Regions from separate parts of the Danio rerio genome. Here region 1 is linked to region 2. The links are chromatin contacts, called in public Hi-C maps. All regions are on one chromosome and are shown on one strand. The core of a region is the stretch at or near the end of the contact, and the rest is flanking DNA. Distances in the headings are between cores, read along the strand shown. Region 1 overlaps prkcz (protein kinase C, zeta). Region 2 holds the start of dimt1l (DIM1 dimethyladenosine transferase 1-like (S. cerevisiae)).

What was found. A called contact is a pair of places that touch in the nucleus more often than the background predicts.
Region 1: a Hi-C map of embryo shows a contact between it and region 2, with 3 times the contacts expected there. The contact joins the enhancer-like site here to the promoter of dimt1l in region 2. A contact is called at or near these places in 7 of 18 Hi-C or Micro-C datasets (caudal fin, embryo, fibroblasts and 3 more) and 1 of 4 datasets of contacts at active chromatin or transcription factors (caudal fin).

Annotation. Positions count from the first base shown.
Region 1 is chr8:19,466,359-19,473,121 of GRCz12tu, forward strand. prkcz (protein kinase C, zeta) reads right to left here. Exons shown (of 18, transcript NM_001030091.1): 7 at 5,554-5,650; 8 at 3,607-3,665; 9 at 2,740-2,928. Among named protein-coding and RNA genes, the nearest start is that of si:ch73-70k4.1, 80 kb to the left of the region's middle. Within about 2 kb of position 5,368, at least 9 of the 62 cell types and tissues checked have an H3K27ac peak or open chromatin away from gene starts, as enhancers often do.
Region 2 is chr8:19,038,969-19,045,414 of GRCz12tu, forward strand. dimt1l (DIM1 dimethyladenosine transferase 1-like (S. cerevisiae)) reads left to right here and starts at 3,887. Exons shown (of 12, transcript NM_001003556.3): 1 at 3,887-4,059; 2 at 5,706-5,779; 3 at 5,921-6,007; 4 at 6,099-6,160; 5 at 6,248-6,341. The coding sequence starts at 4,002. It overlaps pola2 (polymerase (DNA directed), alpha 2), which reads right to left and starts at 3,801. Exons shown (of 19, transcript NM_199581.2): 1 at 3,702-3,801; 2 at 3,351-3,473; 3 at 2,091-2,215; 4 at 1,305-1,390; 5 at 1,157-1,214; 6 at 380-489; 7 at 99-292. The coding sequence starts at 3,432.

The DNA.
Region 1 (6,763 bases), core at 4,118-6,617, 430 kb after region 2:
TGGTGCTCAAGAAACATTTTTAATTATTTTCAATGTTGGAAACAATGTTTTTTTCATTTGAGAAAAAATTGATTTTTGCTAATTATTATTATTATTATTATTATTATTATTATTATTATTAGTATTATTATATATTTATTATTATTATTATTATTATTATTATTACTTTTATTATTATTATTATTATTAAATATTAATTTATCTTAAAAATGCATTTTGCTGACCTCAAACTCTTAAACAATAAATAAATAATTTGATCAAATTTAACTTTTGAAAATTACAATAACTAGTACATAAAATTTTTATTTTGATATATAAGATAGAAATTCTAATGTTTTTCTATGTAAAATTAATTAGCAATAACCTAAAAAGCTATATATATAAAGGCTTAACTAGGTTAAGTAGGTTAACTAGGCAGGTTAGGATAATTGGGCAAGTTATTGTATAATGATAGTTTGTTCTGTAGACTATCGAAATAAAATATAGCTTAAAGGGGCTAATAATTTTGTCCCTAAAATGGCTTTTAAAAAATTAAAAAACTGCTTTTATTCTAGTTGAAATAAAACAAATAAGACTTTCTCCAGAAGAAAAATATTATCAAATATACTGTGGAAATTTCCATGCTCTGTTAAACATCATTAGGGAAATATTTAAAAAAGAAAAAAAAATCAAAGGGTGGCTAATAATTTTGAATTCAACTGTATTTGGTTGTAACAAACTGAAAAGTATGTTTACAAATAGTAATCATGTCTGTACTGTAACACTTTATCAATTAAATGCTCGCTGAATAACAATTAAAATTACAACAATTAAATGCATTTTGCTGAACTCAAACTTTTAAACAATAAATTAATAAATTACTCAATAAAATCAATCAAACAAAAACGCATCAACATAAAATATTTTAGTTTGTTTAATTTGCCAATTATTTCATGAAATGTTCATTATCAAGAACCTAAATATATATACAAATACATAAAAAAAGCTATATTTTAACTCTGACAGTTTGAATGTGGGCGCAAGAAGGCTGTTTTAAAGGCGACTGACGCATGTAATTATTTTGTGACAAACAAAGTGAGTAATCTGAACTTCTGTGGCAATTTTAAAAATGCTCCTAGAAAACAACCACTATACTCCACTTTAAACTCCATTTATCAATTAGCTATCATTCCCAATTGCTTATTGTCTTCTAGTATCTTTTCTTCTCTTTTTCCAATGGCTTATTTTTGTTTCCAACCATGTTCAGGAAAACCTTATTATAAATGATCATAAGCTTCAAATAACGTTAGGCACAAGCAAACCATTTTACAAAATGTAAGACTAAGGTTTTTTTATGTTTAATACAAATGTTCTGGTTAAGAAACCTGAAGGTGAACAACAAGTGAAGCGAGTGATAGAGGGAGGATTACGTGATAGAAATTAAGCACAGTCCCACAGCACCACCTACTGCTCGCCAATACAACTGTACTTACAACATGTGCAGAATTATGATGTCAATATTCTTTTTTCAGTATTCAATATCACATTTTTTCCTTTAAACATTGGACAAATTCCAAGACCCATAAACAATATTACCTTCAATTCATTTAGCGTATAATCATTAATAACTAGTGTTAAATGTTCTGTAAGATTCAACAAGGTTCCAGTAGGTAATATGCTTTTGCCTTAATTTGACGATTTCTATAGTACTGAACCCTTCTTGTGGACATTTAATAATTTTTTGGTTTGAGTATGTTATTTTCATCTTATTTTACAAATATTTATCAAGAAAACATGCTAAATTATGCACATTCCGATGAATGTCTAGGTTTCCACTTTTAGCCAAATATAAAAATTCCTGACTTTCTTTCACAGGCTAAATGTTGTATTACCATGGCCTAAAATGGACAGAAAAATAAGTCTTTGCATAATTTTAAAAAAGTTTGAGCTTGAATATCATTTTGTGTGAGTTTAATAGCATTATGAGAACAACAACAGATCATTTACCACAGATTTTAAAAAGGAACAAAAATAAAAAGATCACTCAGTATTTGAAGTGGCCGAAAGCTCTTAAAATGTTCTCCTAAAGGGATAATTCACCTAAAAAGACATTTCAGTGATTGTTTACTCACCTTCGACAATTTTCTAACCGGTTTAAAAAAAAAAATTCCGTTGAACATAAAAGAAGATATTTTAAAGAATGTTGGAAACATGTAATCATTGGCTTCCATTGTATTTTTTTCAGGTTCCCAAAATTCTTTTTATTTTTGCATTCAGCAGAAGAAAAAACTCATATGGAACCACTTTAGTGAGTTAATTTTCATTTTTGGATGCAATATCCCTTTAATTAAGATTATATACAAACCTGAGAGTAGTATTGGTAAAATTCACTTGAAAGGAGAGATTACTCTGTGGTAATTATGCACACACTATTAAGAACTTTCTGCATTTTCACTGTTAGTAAAAATGTACTCACTTTTGACTCAAACTTGTTTTTATGAGATTATTTCTTCTGTTAAAGAAAAAAAGAAGGTATTTCAAAGAATGTTGAAAACCTGACATCCAGAGCAGGAAAAGTCAATAGTTTCCAATATTCTTCAAAAAAAGGAAGAAAGAAACAACAACAGAATTTACATTTTTTGATGAACTATCCCTGCTTATACTACAAATATTTACAATCTCATTTTTGCAATTGACAAACAGAAAAAAGGGCACTTAAAGGTATAAAGCGCAGCCGCTGTGTTTGTGACAGTGTTTTACCTCATCATCATGAACCAGCTCTTTCTTCACCACCTTCATGGCGTAAATCTGCTCGTTCTTCTTGAGCCGGACGAGCAGCACTTTTGCGTAACTGCCTCTGCCAATGACTCGAATCAGGTCGAAATCCCCCAAACCGAGACACTGAGAGATCTGAATGCCCTCGATACCATCCACCACTGCCTTCAGGTCCTGTAAGGTAACGACACACATACATATTAAAGTCTGAATTATTAACCCTCCTGAATTATTAGCCCTCTGTATATTGTTTTCCCCAATTTCTGTTTAACGACAGAAAGATTTTTGTAAACATCATAGTTTTAATAACTCATTTCTAATATCAGAGATTTTGTTAATCTTTGCCATGATGACAATAATATTTAATATAATATTTTACAAGATATTTTTCAAGATACTAGAATTCAGCTGAAAGTGACATTGAAAGGCTTACCTAGGTTAATAAGGCAAGTTAGAGTAATTAGGCAAGTCGTTGTATAATATTAGTTTGTTCTGTAGACTATCGAAAAAAATATATTGCTTAAGTGGGCTACTAAAATTGACCCTAAAATGCTTTAAAAAAAATCAACTGTTTTTATTCTAGCCGAAATAAAACAAACAAGACTTTCTCCAGAAGAAAAAATATTATAAGAAATACTGTGGAAATTCCTTCCTCTGTTAATCATCATATGAGAAATATTTTGGGAGAAAAAAAATATAATAATAAAATAAATCATAGAAGGGCTTATAATTGTGACTTCAACTGTATACATGTACATTTATTCCTGCTCTCAAACAGCAGAGTAAGGATGTGTGTGTGGACTATGTGTTATCGAGAATGTGAGCATGTTTCTGAGTGTTTATTAATCTCACCTCTGAATCATCTTCAGCTTTCTCCACCTTTCGGTTGTGTGCTAAGAAAGGGACTGGAACTGAAAGACAGAGAAGGAGAAAACTTTATTTAATCAATTAATTTATTAATTTATTTAAACTTTACTTGATTTTTTTTTCTTTTATGTTGTTCATGTTATTCTTCTCTTAAAAGTTATTTAAATCTAAATATTTATGCATTGTTGTTGTACACAATTGTATTTCTGTAGCAAAGCTGAAAATGTTCATTCCAATAAAACAGATTTAACTGAGCCTGAGAAAGAGAAGAATATTAATCAGTATCATTTACTATTATTATTAGTCCTGAGCTTATTAGGAAATAAAATAGATAAAGCATTTTAATACAACAGTAAAGTAATCTATTTATTTTATTAATAATTTGAAAATATTTTATTACATTTTAGGAAATAGTATTTATTTATTTATATTTATATTCTTATTATTATTATTATAAATGTAATATGTAAATCTATAGCAAAGTAAAGAGAAACTATTTGAGCATTTAAAAAATAACACTAATATTACATTTTATATGCATAATAATAATAATCAATATTATTTTCTGTTATTGTTTGTCCCAAGCTTATTAGAATATAAAATAGTTTAAGTATTTCAATACAACAGTAAAATAATCAATTAGTTTTATTCATTATTTGAATATATATATTATTATATTATTAGTATTATATTATTATTATTATTATTATTATTATTACACATTTAATATGGGTATTTTTAGCAAAGTAAAGAGAAAGTATGTGAACATTAAATAATAACAATAATATCATATTATACTTATTATATATAAAATAATATAATATGTATAATAATTTGATAATAACAATAACTTATTAATAATAATATATATTTGTGGAGATGCAGATGACAGATGCAACATTTATTTGTTTAATAAATTAAGTATTATATTAATTAGTCAAAATAATTATTAATAATCAGCAATAATAGTATTATTACATTAATAATAATAATAATCATCATCATTCATTCATTCATTCATCTCCTTTTCGTCTTAGTCCCTTTATTAATCAGGGGTCGCCACAGCGGAATGAACTACCAAATTATCCATCAGGTGTTTTACGCAGCGGATGCACTTCCAGCAGCAATCCAACACTGGGAAACACCCATACACTCTTGCATTCACACTCATACACTACAGCAGTTTAGCTTATCCAATTCACCTATACTGCATGTCTTTGGACAGTGGAGGAAACCCTAGCACTCGGAGGAAACCCACGCCTGCATGGGGAGAACATGCAAACCCCACACAGAAATTTCAACTGACCCAGCTGGGGCTCGAAAAAGCGACCTTTTTGCTGTGAGGTAGTAAATGTATTATTTTATTTTCTATTTTAGATAGAAGAAAGCATTTCAAAAATAAAATAACAACTACATCAATAATAATAATAATAATAATAATAACAATTATAATAATAATAACAACAACAACAACAATAATAATAATAATAATAATAATAATAATAATAATAATAACAACAACAGTAATAATAATAATAATAATAATAATAATAATAATAATAATAATAACAATAATAATAATTATTATTATTAGTAGTAGTATTATTATTATTACTATTATTATTGTTGTTTTTGGTGTTGTTGTTGTTATTATTATTATTATGAATTTCCATCTTATTTATGAATTTCTAAAAGCTTGTAAATGATTGAAGCACTGCCTCCAGCAGGGGGAGCCACACACCACTCTGTCAGACAGACACACACACAGGTCTCTCTGTTTCTCTCAAGCGTGTGAAAGTGAATTCCTCCCAGCTGATCACCTCCAGTCTCTTACAGTCAGCAGAGCCCTCAGTGGCAGATAGAGGACACACTGACCCCGATACTCACAGAAACAGCACTAAACACGCACACAGAGGCGAGATGGAGACCTACTTGCGTCTGTGTCCTCTGGGTCCTCAGGGGGAAGCTCCACTTCTTCTCCACTTTTATCATCGTCTACCAGCGGCTCCTGTGATGGCATGACTGGATCCTGCGCAAAACAACACAGATGATGATAATGATGATGAAGACACAGCAGATGTGCTTTACAGGATCTTTTTCTCTTTAAATCACAATATCAGCTACCCTAATGTGAATCCAAATCAACCTTATTTACTTTCTTTATGAAAGGTGCTTTTTATTATTATTTTTTATTTTTTCATATCTTCGATGAATTTACTGATAAAACCCAACAGTCAACTTTATCAAATTAAATAATTGTAGTTTATTTAAAATTGACTGAAAGTTAATTCTACTCATTTGAAAAGAGATTTGAACTCAGTGTCGAAGGTAATGAGTTGATTAAATACTTTATTACTTCAACTTAAATGGAGTAAGTTTACAGTACTCATTTTGATTAGTTTTTTTTTTAAAACTAAAACGGTTTGTAGCAATCGGTTTCCTCAAATGCTTTGAGTTGCCTTAACTTATTGGGTTTTACAGTACTCAGCTGGTTTGAGTTGTCTTCATTTAGTGTGGTTTATTCATAAAATAATTTCGAGAGAATCACGTGTTTATGATCAACATGGCTGGCTCCTTATTAGCTCCGTAATATGTCCTATTAGATGATTACGGAAGCATTAGAAATAATGAGAGTTTTTCACTCCAGTTATCTTCGTCTTGAAGCTCCCCCTCCTTTCCACCCCTACATTCTCCCCCTTTTCTGACAGGGCGACACGGTGGCCCAGTGGCTAGCACTGTTGCCTCACAGCAAGAACACCTCTGGTCTAACCTATCAGGCCGGTTGATGTTTCTGTGCGGAGTTTGCATGTTCTCCCCGTGTTCGCTTAGGTTTCCCCCAGGTTCTACGGTTTCCTCCCACCGTCCAAAAACATAAACCATAGCCAATCAACTAAAGTACACTTCTCACGGCGACAGGGGAGTTCTCGAGACCTACCTGAGCTTGAACTTCCCTCTCGCCCTTCTAACGTGAAGGAGCCCCGGGCTCGAGGATATTACAGGCTCAGGGCTCTATCCCGGGACAGCATGCCAAATACGCTTTGATTATCAGCTAAGTGTGAACTCTTAGATTGGGTTTTTCTGTGCTCAAATTGCTTCGTTTACTCAAATGGAGTAAGTTCACAGTACTCATTAGGATTAGTTT
Region 2 (6,446 bases), core at 2,637-5,136:
GCATTTTTCAAACCTTACATAACAATTCAAGCATTTTCAAGGACCCAGCACCCGTACAAAACCTGTGTTTCTCAGAAATCTTAAAAATGTTTTCTCACCGTCCCGCACGTCCCTCAGTCTCTGAAACATGTATTTGTAGCTGCTGATGAGTGAATTCTCTCCTCCGTCCAGCATCTCCACGCTCACTGCAGTCTGTCCTTTCCCCATCCAGCGCGGACCCTGCACTGCCCCAAATGTGGAAACCACCTCTCCTCTCCCCCCACGCATGCCGTACTTTTGAGAAGGGGTTGCACTACACAAACACATCACCGATCTTTATAATATAGAACAAGTGCATCAAATTCTCTTAAAAGTAAAAATGTCAAATCAGTTTGTTTACCTTGGTGAGAAGCTGGCAGGTGACAGCATTAGACTGGGACTGGCGAGTCGGGCTACACCTCTCTTAGACTGAGGATGTTCAGGAGTGGTCAGTGCTCGCTTCTGAGAGCCCTGTGTTCATGCAGAAATTAACTCATGTTATTTAACCGATCCAGTTTTTAATATAATGTAAATTACAGTATCGAATAAACAAGTCGGGTTGTATGACAGAAAGAAAGTTTAAAGCCTGATCTCTACACTACTTTCTCAACTTAGATCAACATATAATACGCAGAAAGGCTTTTCATTTTTAATCAGCCAGCTCAAGCGCTTCCGGTGAACTGTCATCCAAATACAAAAATCACTGCATTTAAATTCTGGTTTCTGTAAAAATTAATGATTTTCACTGCCTGATTCATATATTAAAAAGTGGGTCTCAGACTGGACAAGAAGCACTGCATTAAATTCCATTGTTCCATGCGGTGTCTTAAAATATGGAAATTTATGTTACCCCAGTATTTTAATTAAGTTTCTGCACTAGCCTGCTGCTCCTGGCGAACCAATCAATTTTACACTTGAACAACTAAATGAATGCTTACGTCTGTTTAACTGATTATAATTTAAATACATCACATCATCAATGCTGTAAAAGGAACCTTATGAAATTTAAAATAGCCACAGTAACCTTTAACCGGAGGTTAATCTGTGACTGAAAAACACTTGCAGACCATGCATTTTTATCTATCTTCATACATTTCCAACAAGTCTCCCTCATTATTCTGTCTTTATTTAGTCTCACCTTGGCAGGTGTTGAATAGGAATCCAGCATGTTCTCCTCTTCCTCCTCTGCTCTGATTCTGCAAGACTCAGTTAAGAAGATCACTTTGAACATTTATGAATAAAAATTAAACAATCATTAATCTTTATGTTGAGCTTTATGAGGATACAGCTCCTGGATGGAGTTGATGTCTCTGGTTTTGTTTATTTGGCTTCCCTTTGAGGTGCTTTTAGGCTTTTTCTTCTTGTTCAGTACCTGTAAGGAGTGCAGAAGCAGTATGCAAATTAGGGCTGCACAATCCTAGAAAAATTTGACATTGCAATATTTTATTTGTCTGTAATGTACATTGCGATACACTGATGCTATACAGTTCCACCAAATGACTAAATAGTTTTTTGGTCACACTATTTTAAGGTTCAATTCTCACTCTTAGCAAACCCTTATGACTTTTGCTTCAATAAACACCTAATTTGCTCCTTATTAATAGTTATTGTGGTTGTTTGTAAGAACTAATAAGAAGCCAATATATCAACAACAAGCATGCTAATAAGCAATTTGTTAATAGTGAGAATTGGTCCCTAAAGTGTTAACAAATGTATTATATCTGTTTGATTGGGATGATTTTAAAAGGGAGTAAATCGCATAAAATGTAGTACACTACAGGCATAGATAAATGCAACAAAGCAAAAAAAGGTGTAATAAACAGTGCAAGCTTTATGGTTTTGTATATGTAAATGTAAAAATAAATTACACCGCAAAGTCAACTCAACATTGCATATCTATGTAATGTGACTGAGGATTCACACATTGCAATATCAATGCTGAAAAGATATACAGGAATACTGTATTGTTTAGCTCTAAAGCAAATGAAGCATAGAAACATTGTGGATCTTATTTTTGGCATCTCAAAGCACTGCAGAATTTCAGTTGGAGTTTTTAATGTCATTTTACTAACTTCTTGTTCAAACTGGTCCAGGTTTTCGAGAGTGAGCGGCAGCTGCTTTCTGGTGGAGCTAAAAGCAAACCACTCGAATACAATTTCTTCACCCGTCAGCCTGTGACAAAAACACTGCTCCAACACTACAATAGAAAAAAAAACAAAAGTCATGTGTATTTAATTGAGGTAAAGTTTTTCGCACATTCGTTCAGTGACAACTTGTGACATGCTCCCTTTATTGTTCACCGTGGCAGGGCTCAACAAGAAGATGGCCCAGGCCAGCGTGTGAAATGCTCAGGACAGTAGACAGGATTGTTACTGGCCCAATCGTACCAGTGCTTACTAAAGTTTAATTTGCCTGCGACAATGTCAATTGCGTCGAAATACAGTCTTAGAATCGAGAAACAGTTTGTGCTGTTAAGCCTTTAAATGCTACCTTCTCTGTGATATCAAAAACACCATATTGCTTTTCGGGTCCTCTTATGTGACTAGATGTTGTGAGCATGTTTTTTTTGTTTCTGGTCTCAGCGACGAGGCGGTAGCATAAAATTATGAGGCTAAACGAAAACGTTTGTTTCTAAATTCTTAGTAGCAGATGTGGATACAACACAACGAAAAAAATGAAGTAATGTTTGCACAGTTAGTTTTCAGTTTGGCAAGTCAGCCACCATTTGTTAAATAATGTAGAGCTGCAATAAAACACCGGCACATTTTCCATACTGCTCTATTTGTTTGCATAACACTTTGAATTTTGCTCACAATACATTTTAAAAATATATACATCTTAGATTATTTTTGACACATTCTTTAAAATGTGTGGCTAAAAAAAATAGCAATTATTTTTTTTTTGGGTGGGGCCAGTAAAAATATTGGCAGAGCAAGAAAATATCTTAACCACTTGGGTTAGTTGAAAACTCTGCATGGTAATTTGAATATTCAGTCTAAAATCACATGTAAGCATGACTTGAAAACAACACTGGTACTATTTATTTGACTCCAAACAATGTTGTACTTTGATAGTCATTTGCTGCTAATATGATTTCAGTTTTTTTTTTGCAATAAATAATTTCTGAAGTTATTATTATTAAGGAGAAAGTCCTAATGTGTGAACATAAAACCAAATTTACCTCAATGTGTATTTGTAAGTACTTGCCTACAAACACACAACCACATACATGTATATTTGTGTGTTTAAAATTAAGAGATGCATATATTTTAGAGCATTAAATCATGTCAACAATACTAAAATCACACACAATGAATAGATTGGACATTTACTTTTGTCGATGGTGTCATTGTTGAAGGCTATGTTGAAAGTGTCCAGCTCAGACTTGATGTCCTCTGCAGTGACTGAAGCCATTGTTATTGTCCTCTGATGTTCAAATGTAAAAAAACAACCTCCTAAAAAAGAAAACAGGTTTTTCAAAAACATTCACACCACACAATTATTAAAACGGACTTATAACAGTCAGAAATGTTAAGTCTCTCACTAAATACTAACGTAAACACAATGGCGCTCTCGCGAATTCACTTATTTAGCTTTATAAACAGTTTTACTCAACATAACAGCAAGTTCGAAATAAGACAATCCTAATGAACACGTTTTAATGACTTGTATGACAAGATTACCTTTTATTAAACGTCAAAATCAGCTGTCATATTCCTCAGCAGTCTTTGCATCACGTTCGGATTGCCGCGAAAATGTACTACCCGCAAAACCCACTGAAAGGTCACTTCCGGTTCCTGCACGTCTCCTCCAGAACGGCAGAGGGAGCGCAAGGTCAACCGCAACCGAATTTCCTCCCAGATCAGCTGAAAGGAAACAGAATAAACCCTGTAGCTTCTACACGTGTTTGTGGTGCTGTAAACGTATAAGTATTTTTGTGATTTACATCTTACTTTTCACTGTCGCTGATATTATTTGTCAAAATGCCGAAGGTTAAAGCCGAGAAGAAGTCTCGAACACACCAGGAGGTGAAGAGTCAAGGTTGGTTTGAAATGTTTTAGTACTGCATGCTGTCAAACCATTTAATCAAATGTCCCCTTATAGATATAATAATCAAAGTTAAACCTGTAATATATTTAAAATTTAAATAATATAAACCTTTTAGAACTTGCTAGTAACACTTCCTGGTCACTTCTTACTCCAAAACAGAAGAGGAGGCATTATAGCTATTTTTAGGTCCAAAATGTTTACTTTCATTCATCTCATGTATATAAATTAATCCCAGTTGTTTTGACTTATTTTATACAGTATTTGCACCTCTAAAACACCAGTTAACATTTATAAATTAAACCAGGAAATGTACAGTATATTTATATGTTTACTGTGTATATTCAGTTTTCTCACAACAGTGATGTCCCAAAGCAAAACAGTCGGTCTTACTCCCCATAAACACTGCACTATTTAATATTTATACGTATTCATTGCACTTTGTTGAACTAATTCATCTTGAATTGTACATGTCCACTGCACATATACGTTTGTAATTGTTCACACAGCTTAAATCAGAGTTTTATATATATTTTCTTTTTTTTTAATGTTTTAAAAATTATGTTTAACAGATCAAGGGAAATTTCACAGCATGTCTGATAATATTTTCTCTTCTAGAGAAAATCTCATTTGTTTTATTTCAGCCAGATTAAAAGCAGCTTTTAATTAAAAAGAAACATTTTGGGGTTAATATTATTAGCCCCTTTAGGCTATATATATTTTTTCCAATAGTCTACCGAACAAACCATTGTTATTCAATAACTTGCCTAATTATTCTAACCTGCCTAGTAAACCTATTTAACATAATACTTTATGCTGTGTAGAAGTGTCTTGAAAAATGTCTTGTAAAATATTATCTACCTTGATCATGGCAAAGATAAAATAAATCAGTTATTAGAAATTAGTTATTTAAACTATTATGTTTATAATTAGAAATGTGTTGAAAAAAATATCTCTGTTAAACAGAAATTGGGAAAAAAAATAAACAGGGTCTAATAATACAGGGGGCTAATAACTCTAACTTCAACTGTATATATCTGCATATTTCTGATTATTAATAGCAGCCTGTGCACATTCATCTATTGTAAATCTCTGTTCATATTTAATACAACCAGTTATGTTCATAGTACATCCATCTGTAAATGTCTCCATAGTTTTTCTATAGTTGCACTTTATAAAGTATACCTATATCCTGTACTTGCTGCTGTCACACTCCTGGTTAGACCTAAACTGCATTTCGTTGCCTTGTACTTGTACATGTATAATGACAATAAAGTTGAATCTAGTCTCACATCGGGGTAAAGTTGGTTTTATATTCACACATTCATTCTTTTTTGAATAGTGACAGTTTGTGACATGCTAGTTGGAATATTCAGTGAGAAATTCCATGTAAGTGTGACTTTTAAAAAACATTAGTGTTATTTATTTAACTGTAAACAGTGTTGTATTTTGATAGTCACTGGCTGCTAATATGATTTTACTATTTAGAATTGGCAAAGAATACTTTACTGAAATTATAAAGTCTGAATGTGGGAATATAGACAACTTTACCTTAAGTAATCTCACTCACCCATTCAAAAAATACTTTTGACTTTTTTTGTTCAATATTGGATTACATTAACCCATGTTCCATATTTCAGGAATTATGTTTAATACTGGTATCGGTCAGCATATTTTGAAAAACCCTTTGGTTGTCAACGGCATCATAGAGAAGGTCAGTAATAGGGATTATGAGTTTTTCTGGATTGTTTGTCTATTTCCTTTTAAGGCTGAATGAGCTTTCTCAGTGCACGTCTATACTGTTACAGCACATCATAATCAGCATATTTATTTATTAACAAAATGTATTTTTCAGGCAGCGCTGCGACCAACAGACGTTGTTCTGGAAGTTGGTCCTGGAACAGGTAACATGACTGTCAAACTTCTGGAGAAAGCCAAGAAAGTAAGTAGCTTTTAATGGATGTTTTCTTTCTAATTTAAATATTATTGGAACTCAACCAACCGTTATTTCATTGTTTACTTTTTACTTAAAGGTGGTTGCGTGTGAGTTGGACACCAGGCTTGTTGCTGAGCTTCAAAAAAGAGTCCAGTGCACGTAAGTACTTTTCATACAACTTTATCATCACTACCCCAACAACAAACTTAGCACATGCTTAATCGAAAAATCCTTTTTATTGAACAGTCCAATGCAGAACAAACTTCAGATCCTCATCGGGGACGTCCTCAAAACAGAACTCCCCTTTTTTGATGTCTGCGTGGCTAATCTGCCTTATCAGGTAATGTTTTGTTTATTATTTTGTTTATCTCTTTAGTTGCTGTAGATCTGATTTCTGAGTACATCTGCTGTACAGCACTGAACATGTACTCAAAGCGAATTTTAA